Regions from separate parts of the Bos taurus genome. Here region 2 is linked to region 1. A link is a contact called in public Hi-C data. All regions are on one chromosome and are shown on one strand. The core of a region is the stretch at or near the end of the contact, and the rest is flanking DNA. Distances in the headings are between cores, read along the strand shown. Region 1 has its middle 40 kb from the start of TRNAS-GGA. Region 2 overlaps SERTAD2 (SERTA domain containing 2).

Evidence for each region. A called contact is a pair of places that touch in the nucleus more often than the background predicts.
Region 2: a Hi-C map of liver shows a contact between it and region 1, with 1.7 times the contacts expected there. The contact joins two enhancer-like sites. A contact is called at or near these places in 2 of 11 Hi-C or Micro-C datasets (liver and skin fibroblasts).

The regions. Positions count from the first base shown.
Region 1 is chr11:63,002,452-63,007,637 of ARS-UCD2.0, reverse strand. No RefSeq gene overlaps it. Among named protein-coding and RNA genes, the nearest start is that of TRNAS-GGA, 40 kb to the right of the region's middle. Within about 2 kb of position 2,682, at least 15 of the 102 cell types and tissues checked have an H3K27ac peak or open chromatin away from gene starts, as enhancers often do. A contact at or near this core is called in liver, where this site is marked.
Region 2 is chr11:63,037,156-63,042,341 of ARS-UCD2.0, reverse strand. It overlaps SERTAD2 (SERTA domain containing 2), which reads left to right. Exons shown (of 3, transcript XM_010810111.4): 3 at 2,209-5,186. The coding sequence ends at 3,160. Among named protein-coding and RNA genes, the nearest start is that of TRNAS-GGA, 75 kb to the right of the region's middle. Within about 2 kb of position 2,586, at least 18 of the 102 cell types and tissues checked have an H3K27ac peak or open chromatin away from gene starts, as enhancers often do. A contact at or near this core is called in liver, where this site is marked.

The DNA.
Region 1 (5,186 bases), core at 1,433-3,932:
TGGCAGACTGATTCCTAGTTTCACAGTTAAGAAGTGGCATACCAGGGTTCAAACTCCAGTTGCCTCATTCCTGCTTCTTTCCCAGGAGCAACGTTCAGCCCGCATTTCAGGGTTCCTTAGCCGTGAACGCTTGAGGACAGCTGAGAAATCCTGGAACAGCCAGGGCCCAAGAGCCAGTGGTGTGCTTCGTTCCCTACCAAGTTCTGTGTTGAAATGATTATCCTTAGTAATAGCTCCTGCCCCTTCTTTCACAATCTTCAGAAGCACACCACAGGGCGGTTCAAAGTCGAGCAGGCTGATGCGTCACCTTTGATGGAAGTGCCTGGGAGGACCCTGTCCGAGAGGCCAGCCCGCGGAGCTAAGTAACCTGGTGGCGAACACTCCCCTGCAGTCAGGAAGATGTTCAGGCTGTGTGGCTTTCTTGTCAGCCCTTAGGGAAATGGCTTCCTGGTGGGTCCCCACTCTGAGCTAGGCTGGATGTTTCTCATCTTTGTTCCTCTCTCAGGGCCGATTGCTCACCCATCTTCCGGTCGGCAGAGGGTGATATTAGATAAAGACCAGCTGTTACTGGTGGGCTGTGCCCACGTATTCTACCCCAAATGCATCCCTTCAGTAGGTATCTGGTGACATAGGGCCAATGAGGCCCTGCCTGCCTCACAGATGTTAGGTTCCAGCCACAAGCCCCAAAAAAACCTGGGAAAGAAGGATCCAGTTTTCACTGAAAATGAAGCTTTCCAGGGCTGCTGACTAAGGAGTTTTCTTTCCAAACATCTGAGAGAGCAAACAGATTGTAAATTAAGAGGGAGTTACAAGATAGTAACTGAAGGGAAACCAAGCCGCCCAGCTCTCTGGTTGTGGCTGGTGTGGCACTGATGGGATCCAGGCGGCCAAGAAAGGTGACTAAGCAGGCGGGCGAGTGGGTGGGAGGGGACCGGGGTGCTGGGGACTGCGTTCAGGCTTCTTCCTTGAGCCAAGGGGCACTGGTTTCTTCTGACAGGAGGTGGAACACTGGTCTATGTCTTCCTGTGAGCCAATGAATTAGTGATTCCCACCCAGATCAAAGTTCAGTCTCCCAAGGCAACTCAGCAAAAATAAAGTGAAACAAATTCTCACCCACTCAAACCGGTCTTCCCATGACCAAGGCATTAAGCCTGGATTCGGACGGGCCTTGAGTCACACTTCGCTACTCCTTCAGAGTGAAAATACTGGTTTCAGTCAAATGTCTCCATTCAGCTGAAGCTTGGATTTATTAATGGGAGGAGGGCCCCTGGCATAGTCGTCTCTGGCAGTCATCCTGTGGATTTGGGGTGCTGGGGCCGTACAGGGGAGCCTGCCTCAGAACAGAAAAGTCAGGAGCAACTCCCTCTGCTGTGACCACACCACCTCCAGCCCTAACTCAGAAGTCCTGCTTTGGAGAACAGAAGAGAAAAGGAGCGGTGGATATTGGAAGCAGACAGTTGGCTGGGCAAGTTTCAACATGGGCATGCCTTCAGTTTTCCCTGTTGTGTCCCTGAATTCAGTGACTGTCAGTGTGACCCTGTCATTCAGGGATATCAAGCTCTGTCTGAGGACCCCCAAGTCCGAGCACACCCAGGCCTTACTCAGGAACTTACTGCCCATCACCACCCACCGAGGGCCCCTCTGGGGAGAGGTCAGGATTCTGGGTTTGGGAATCTCCTTACAGAGCCATGAGCTTTCCAAACAGGAAAGGGGTGGGCTATGGAGCCATGCCCCAGGAGCACCTGAGATCTCCCCATGTCCAGCCCTTACTTGCTGCTTGTTCAAGGCAGGAATCAAGGCCAAATCATACCCAAACAAATAGCTTTCAGCAAAACCAAAATCCCACGGGGTTGGTGTTGGTGTTAGTTTCAGAGCTTGGAGAATCGAGTCAGTGATCAATGGAACAGGGTATCTGGAGAAAAATCAGACAGAATATGAGGCAAAGCTCTCATATTTGCAGGCCAAGGCACAGGACAGATGCTGGAAGGATCCCTCCATTTCGCCGAGGGGCTCAGTACTAACTGGTTCAAGATGCAAACAAAGTGAATGTCTGCCAGGGACCGTGGGCCCGATCGGAGCCAGACAGGGTCCCACCCTTGAGGAGCTCACAGCCTGAGGGAGCGAGGAGCAAGGCCACAGGTGACTTGACAGCCCTCATCACACCATGAAGCTTTTGGGATCAGATAGACCTGGCTTCTAGACTCTTCTGCTTCCTGGCTGAGTGACCTTGGGGAAATTACACAGTGTTCCAAGTCATGGTTTTATCCCCAGCAAACTGGGGTGAGTAGTGTTCAGGGACCTCTTAGAGTTCCAGGGAGGATTCTGAGGGCGTGTGTGTGCAAAGCGCGTGCCTGGCACCCAGTGGCACTGCTAGTAATGCAGGCTGGTTGGATGACAATAATGTAAACCTCTTATTATCAGAGAACCCTGCCAAGCGCCCAGGGTGGCAGGAGACCAAGCAACTGGTGTTGGGGATGAACGGGGCAGGGGAGGGGCAACCAGAAAGGCTTCCGGGGGTGACGCTGGCCCCGTGGTAAAGAAGAGCGACCCTGGGAGGGGGCATTTGGGTCCTGGAGAGCAGCTGGCCATCCTGGCAGAGCCTGCCGCACATGGGTGCAGCCCCAGATGTTTTGTGATACACCGAGCGAGGAGTTCAGACTTTGTCATGAGGGCAAAGGAGCACCGGGAAGGCTTTCTGATAGAAGAGCACTCTGCGCTCTGCCAAAGGTTAGATGCGAAGGGAGGCGAGGTGGGGTGAGTCAGCATGGGCTATCACAGTGGTCACTCAAGAGACTCTGGGGGCCTGAAGATGGAGGAGATGGGGGTGTAGGAGGCATCACTGGTAGGAACTCCAGGTCTGAGAGGATTAGGCATGAGGCAGGAGAGCAGGCCCTGAGCAAAGGTGGGGTTTGGATGGTTAATGGGGACAGGCCACCAAGGCCAGGGGTGAGGGTGTGCAGGCAGGGGCAGTGCAGCTTTGTGGTGCACATACTTCGATACAGAAGTCTGTGGGATCCTGGGTGGTGGTGGCGGGTTTCAGAAGCCTGGGATAGGGCTGGGGAAGGGGCAAGGATGAGGAGCTCGATCAAGACTGTGTGTTACCTGTTTGGGCTGAGGACCCATTGGGAAACATTACGTCGGCAACCAGGGAGCCCCTTTCCCGAGGCAGACGCAGCACCCACTGACCTTGTGATTTTCTGTGGCTCTAGTCACTGACCCCCAGGAGAGAGGTCACCACATGGGGACAGGAGCGTGAGCGTGGTCCAAAGGTGGGTCGAAAGGTGGAAGCCAAAGGAGCCGACGTCGCCACTCACACTCTTGGTCAGGGTGGGTAAGGGGACCATTGTCTAGTCCTTAAATCCTAGTTTTGGAAAGCTGAAGGAAGGGAACAGTTCTTGAAAGTGGTAAATCTAAAATAAAATATATGAAATGATATGAATTCTAGCTTCAGAGATTGTCCTGTTGAAAAGATAAGGTAACATGATGGACAACGGAGACATGAGACACGGAGGGCATCCAGGGACTGTGGATGTCAGGCGGCCTTTCTGACTTACTGTCGGGAGGACAACCATTGCTCCCAGCCTCAGCCTTTTCTCTGTATCATCAGTGATGGAGTGCTGACCTGGACGAAGGATGATAATACAAAATTATTTACTGAGTGCTTCTTATGTGCCAGTGACTCTATGGATTATCCTCATTTAATCTCCCATCCTGAATAGATGCTTTTATCTCTTACTTGTTTTACCATCCTTACACTTTGGGAGCACCAGGGCACAGACATTAAGCTGAGTGAAGGAAATGCTCAGGATGTCCATGAACTGCCCAGAAGCAGAGTGAGAAGGATTTGGCAAAGCTTTGCCTGCTCTTAGGATCCGTGGGCAAGATGGAGAAATGTGAGTGTCCCTGTGCTGGGAAGATGTGTCCAAGTCTTCCTGGCGCTCTGCAAGGGGAGTTGTGGGGATTTGTACAGCTCAATATCTGGGTCGGTGATTGGATCACACAGGTTATTTGTCAATCTGTGGATGACAAAGCTGAGGAAGGAGGGGGAGACTACATGCTAGATGGTACAATTAAGATTTGATGAGATGGACAGGCTGAAATAGTCATCCAAAGCTAACAGGGTAATGTTGTAAAAGGACAAATGAAGAACTGTTTTTGGTTCTTAGAAACTCAAGGACACAAGTAGATGATAGAGAAAATCTGGCTTGATGGCAATTACGGGGAAAAGACTGTTTACACAATCTAAAGAGACAATGTTGTTGCCATAGACAGTATGGTAACATTACAATAATGCAATTGTAGGCTACATTTGAAAGAAGTGTCTGAAATGAAATAAATATGAGCCCTCTGCCAGTGATGAAGCAACATCTGGTCCAGTTTCAGGAGCACATTTAAAAACATTAATTTTATTTATTTATTTATTATTTATTTTGGGCTGCGCTGGGTCTTCGCTGCTGTACAGGCTTCTTCTCTAGCTGTGGCGCGCGGGTCTGCTCTCCAGTTGCGGTAAGCGGACTTCTCACTGCGTGGCTTCTTTTGTTGATGTGCCCGGGCTCTAGGCACATGGGATTCAGTAGTTGTGGCCCCTGGGCTTAGTTGCTCCAAGGTATGTGGAATCTTCCCGACCTGGGGATCGAACCTGTGTCTCCTGCTTTGGAGCCAGATTCTTTACCACTGAGCCACCAGGGGAGCCCTCGAGAGCACATTGTAAGAGGAATTATGGTAAACTGGAATAATATGCAGGGAAGGATGACAGGTATAGGAAAGACCTGGCAGCCATGTTGTCATGGGTGACCTGGTAGAAGGCGGGGACAGGGAGCATGATACTGGTCTTCAGTATTTATGGTAAAGGGATTAGGTTTCTCCCTTGAATCAACCTTATCTTGGCGCCCTTCTACCTAACCGTCAGTTCTGGCCTGCAAAGCAGGTGTGTGTGTGGGGGGGGTCAAACAACCTGTGAGAGTCTGAGCTCACATGAGGTCTTGCAGTTGTTCAGACAAAGGCTAAACTGGCTGCCTGTTCAGAGGGGAGATGCAAGAGAGTGTAAAAGACCGAGAATTAGGAAACTGGATTCAGGTAGGGCCCCTGGTTATAGATGAGTAACGTTGTGAATGCCAATTTCCTTTTCCAGGCTTCAATTTCTTCAGCTCTGGGAATGTAATCATCATTGGCTCCCAACGTTTGAC
Region 2 (5,186 bases), core at 1,337-3,836, 35 kb before region 1:
GTTGCGAAGATCCCCTGGAGAAGGGAAACGCTACCCACTTTAGTATTCTGGCCTGGAGAATTCCATGGACTGTATAATCCATGGGGTCACAAAGAGTTGGACACGACTGAGCAAGCTTCACTTTCACTTTTTTTTTCCTTTGGTGAAAGTGGAGTTTTTCTGGATGTGGCATTAAATTGTAAGCAAATACAAATGGTATATACTTGAATACAGTTATCTGTTTCAAAATACAGCTGTCCGAGTGTACTTCTGATAGATAAAGTAGCAAGTGTTTTGTACTGTGAAATGAAGTCGCCTCCTCTCTGATTCACACTCAGGTTTAAACGGGCACAGATACTTTAGATAGGAAATGTCCTATGCCGTGTGTACATACAAATGAGACAGCACTGAGCAGAGCAGTAGGAAATGCTGCTGTCATGTGAGGCACTAGATAAACCCTTTGTTACTATCATACACACCTTCTTTGCCTCAGAGAACAGTTAATTATGGGACTGGTCTTTGGTCCTAGTGATTGACAGCCATTTTCTTAATGTTTACGAAGTGGGGGGAAGTGTTTCCTATAAGTAACTCCACATTCTTTACAAGCGTTAACAAAGTCTCAGGCTGATTCTGACTTGATGGATTGCAGTTGTCTTCGTTCTCTGCTGGAGACTGAGCCACATGAAGGCAGCCACCCGGAATGGGACTTGCGCGCCAGGCTCTGTGTCCACCTGCACGTCTGGCCTTCTTCCACAAAGCCGAAGAAGGAAGTTTTATTATGGTTAGCCTTATCCCTTTAGGATGAGACTCCCACTTTAAAATGATAATAAGGTGTAGGAGAAGTTGTTAAGCTCCTTGAAGACCAGGCTTTATTCCTGTGCCGGACGACCCACTTTCTGGCAGAGTGCCCAAGGCAGTGTAAATGCGGGATGAGTTAAAGGATTAAAGGAGGTCATTCAGTAAAAGGCAAGTCACCTTTAGAAAAAAATGCTGGGTAACTGCAAAGCACTTTCTTGTGTGTGACATCATCAAAAAGAGTGAGTGGCCTTGAGGAGAGCATTAACACGCCCCTCTGGGTAAGCATTGTAGAGGGGGAAGGAACAAGCCACGGGCCTAGCTTGATGAGAAGCCACGGGCCTAGCTTGATGAGAAGCCCGTCTGCGGGTCTGAACGATGACACAAGGACAGCTTTCTTGGTTAAATCGTTATAAAGTGGGGTCTGTGAGACACAGACCGGTGGACTTGTGATTGCTTGGTTTAGATGCTGAAGTTCTGAGAGGAAGGGCCAGCTGCTCTCCAGAAGGCGCAGGCATTTGGTGGTGTCTTCAATCAGGACAGAGCACAGGAGGAGGCTGCCATATCAGGCAAGGTGGGCAGGAGTTAAAACCCATTCCCCAGTGCTCAGGGTGTGAGATAGGAGGTGGTTGTCTCTTTGAAATCGCTGCAGGAATCACAGTAGGTATTTTAAGAAATGTACCCAGTACTCAAACAGCAATACTTATAATCACAGGAAATTGCTTTTAAATTAGTCCAGTTGCACTCAGGTATGACAGCCTATGATGAAACTTAGCCACGGAAAAACTTGGGTTGGGAAATCCTGCACTTGATTCTTGACAGAAAAGCGATAGCAGCTCCATCACTGTGGTCATTTAATACAGCCTAAGCCCTTCACCACATGTCACCAAACAGTCAGGCTCTGTGCGTGATGGGGAAGAAAGCAGTGTTTTGAAAGCATATGCAGTTCTACCAAAACTGTACATGTTCCCCTTTTTCCAACTGCGTTCTTTTCATCATTCCAGGTGTGTTCAAGCTGTAACCTGTGACACCTTTACCTGTTTAGGTCATAGCATTGTCAGTGTTTTCTTGGGTTTTAAAAATAGATCTGTTGGAGGGAGGGAAGTTGAACCTGCTTGGTAACAGGGTGGGTAGGCACAGGCACACAAGCGAGAAAGTCAAAATCACGGTTTCCATGGTAATGTTTAACTTGTCTGTGTCGTACACATTTCTCAAGAAATACATTCAACAGACTACCCAGTGATAAAAATTGCTCCACCGCCACACAGAGGTAGATTTCCCAATGAATTCCTCTGTTGTAACCAGCCCTGGTCAGGGAACTCAGGTCCTGAGTCCTGACCTCTGAAATCGGCATCTTTTTTGAAAACGGGAGGGGGGCGGGGTGGAATTCGTTTCTGTAGGATTGATTCCATCTCCTTCCTTTCTCCTTGTTAGATATATGTTGGGGAAAGGAGGAAAACGGAAGTTTGACGAGCATGAAGATGGGCTGGAAGGCAAAATCGTGTCCCCGTCAGACGGTCCGTCCAAGGTGTCTTACACCTTACAGCGCCAGACTATCTTCAACATTTCCCTTATGAAGCTCTACAACCACAGGCCCCTCACCGAGCCCAGCCTGCAAAAGACCGTGCTCATCAACAACATGTTGCGGCGCATCCAGGAGGAGCTGAAGCAGGAGGGCAGCCTGCGGCCCGCGTTCCCCGCCTCCGCGCCGCCCGCCGCCGCCGCCGACCCGCTGGGCTCCAGCTCCCGGGAGGCGCCGCCCGCCTTCAGCCAGCCCGCTCCCGCGCCCTGCGAGCTGGGCGGCGCCGCGGCCCTGGAGGCCTGCCTCACCCCCGCCTCGCTGCTCGAGGACGACGACCCGGACACCTTTTGCACTTCGTCGCCGGCCGCCCCCGCCAGACTCGCGCCTCCCGCCCTCCTCCCGCCGGAAAAGGACAGCTTCTCCTCCGCCCTGGACGAGATCGAGGAGCTCTGTCCCACATCTACCTCCACGGAGGCCGCGGAGGCCGACGGCCCGAAAGGGGACTCCTCCTCCGGGGGGCCCGGCGCGCCTCAGAGACCCGAGGGGCTGCAGGAGGGCGGCCGGCCCGAGGACCCGAAACTGATGGACTCCCTGCCTGGCAACTTTGAGATCACCGCGTCCACGGGCTTCCTCACAGACTTGACCCTGGACGACATCCTGTTCGCCGACATTGACACGTCCATGTACGACTTCGACCCCTGCACGTCCGCGTCGGGGACCGCCTCCAAGATGTCCCCCGTATCGGCCGATGACCTCCTCAAGACGCTGGCCCCCTACAGCAGCCAGCCCGTCGCCCCGAGCCAGCCTTTCAAGATGGACCTCACCGAGCTGGACCACATCATGGAGGTGCTGGTCGGATCCTGAGCCCCGGGGCCCCCGCACCTGCTCCCCACCCCACCCCCCGCACCCCGACAGCTCTCCGCACTGTGCATGCACCCTTGCTTGCCTTTTTCTGAGAAGAACATTCTACAAAAGGACCACACTAGTTTTTGCTTTGAGCAGAGTTGGAGTGCCTTCATCCAAGTATGACCACTTTTAATATGCTTTTTTTGAGTGGTTCCTCAGAGACCTACTACCCGGGAATAAGAAAGAATACATTTGAAGACGATGTGGCTGTGTTGAATGACAAAAACAGTTCAAGTGAAGCACAAGGAATAAGTTGGGAAAGCTGTAAATTGCATGTGCATATTTGTCTATTTTTTCTATAAGTTTTATTGCAAGAGTTAAAAAAAAAAAAGAATATATATATATATTATTTAGATAATCTCAGTACCTTTTCCGGCATTTTCGCCCTGTATAGGTTGACTTGGCAATTCAGCCTTTTTAGAGGCATTAACTACTCCTCGTAAGTGTTGCATTTACATGGCTGTTTAGAAACTGCTGCCCAAATTTATTTTATATTTTTGTACAGATTCTGCAGTTTATGATATTGTTTTTCTAAAAACAAATGCTGTTTATACATATGAGATAGCTATTTTGATAGGATTTGCTCACATAGTTCCTGCAAACTTCAGATGTACAAGTTGCACTTGTACTTTTATAGAGTTGTAATGTTTTATATGTGTTTGGTGCAAAGAGAAAATTGGATCAAATCAATCCGCAGTTGATGTCCCCAGATGCAAACACACACACACACACACACACACACACACACACACACACAGCGCTTTAAAAAGGGCCAGGAGATATCACACCCAAATTTCATGAGCACTGACCCCCTGGCATGAACACCCGCCAGCACTGTGACTTCCAAAGCCAGAGCCACGTGTGCTCATCAAGCTTGCATTAAGCAGTTGGCGGGAGGCAGCCATGGAGCTCTGGGTTTACATGATGGTTCTCTTTCGCTCGCTCTCTGAAGGGGAAGGCTACCAAGTATTCTATTTATGCCAAGTCTGCGCTTTTAATTGTTTTTATTTTTTTTTAAACAAAACCCCAGATCTTTCCGTTTTTGGCATAATTTTTATGAAGACCTGAAATTTTACACAAGAACAGAATTTTATGAAAAGCGACCAACCTCTTCATGGAACTAAACCCTATTGCAATGTTTAGGGCTCACCAAGAAGGAACTCTTCCCCTGGAAGGCATCCATCATGTTGCTCAGTTGTCTTTTCTGGCTTCCCTTCCCTAGAGCTTTCATTCCCTCTGTTGCTAAGTGCTGAAAATGGCACCGTCACGATCACCACAGTGAGCCTGACTCTCCTCGGCCCAGCCTGGGATGCACTCGTGTGACGCCCATGGCTCTTGAACCAGGAGTTGGCCCCGTTACATCACGGCCTCTTATCTGGTTGCTTTCTCGAATCAACTGCTTTAACTTCACTTTACAAGGCTGTTTTACCCAAATACACAGGACTGTCTATGCATGTCCCCCTCTGCCCCCACTTTGCCATCCTCTCTCTGCCAGGAGAACTAGCTTTTTATTCCTAGTGATCTACTTTTAATTTTAGAATGTTTGCGATGTATCATGCTTGTTGCCGAAATTGTTTATGGCCTTTCTGTATCAGTTTTTTCTTTTCTTCCGATGGTACTTCTGCTGGTTACAACCTATATTGTTGAAACGCAGATGGCTTCTTTAGGAGTAACTTTTATATTTATTTAAGAATTTTTAAATTATGGGATTTGTGTTGTTGTTGTTGTCTTTGTTGTTGGTCATTTGTCAATATTCAGTCACCAATTCTGCTCACTTCTTGCCATGGATAAAATTGAGTCTTTCTGGCCAATTAAAAAAAGACAGCTTTATAAAATGGCACTTTATACAAGCCATAGATAGTTTTATTTTTATAATGCACATGGCAAAGCAAATACATTTGTGATGAAGGAACTGCTCATCTAAGCAGAAGATTCATGTATGATATGATTAAATCTTTCTACATTCTGATTTACTCCCCCCCCA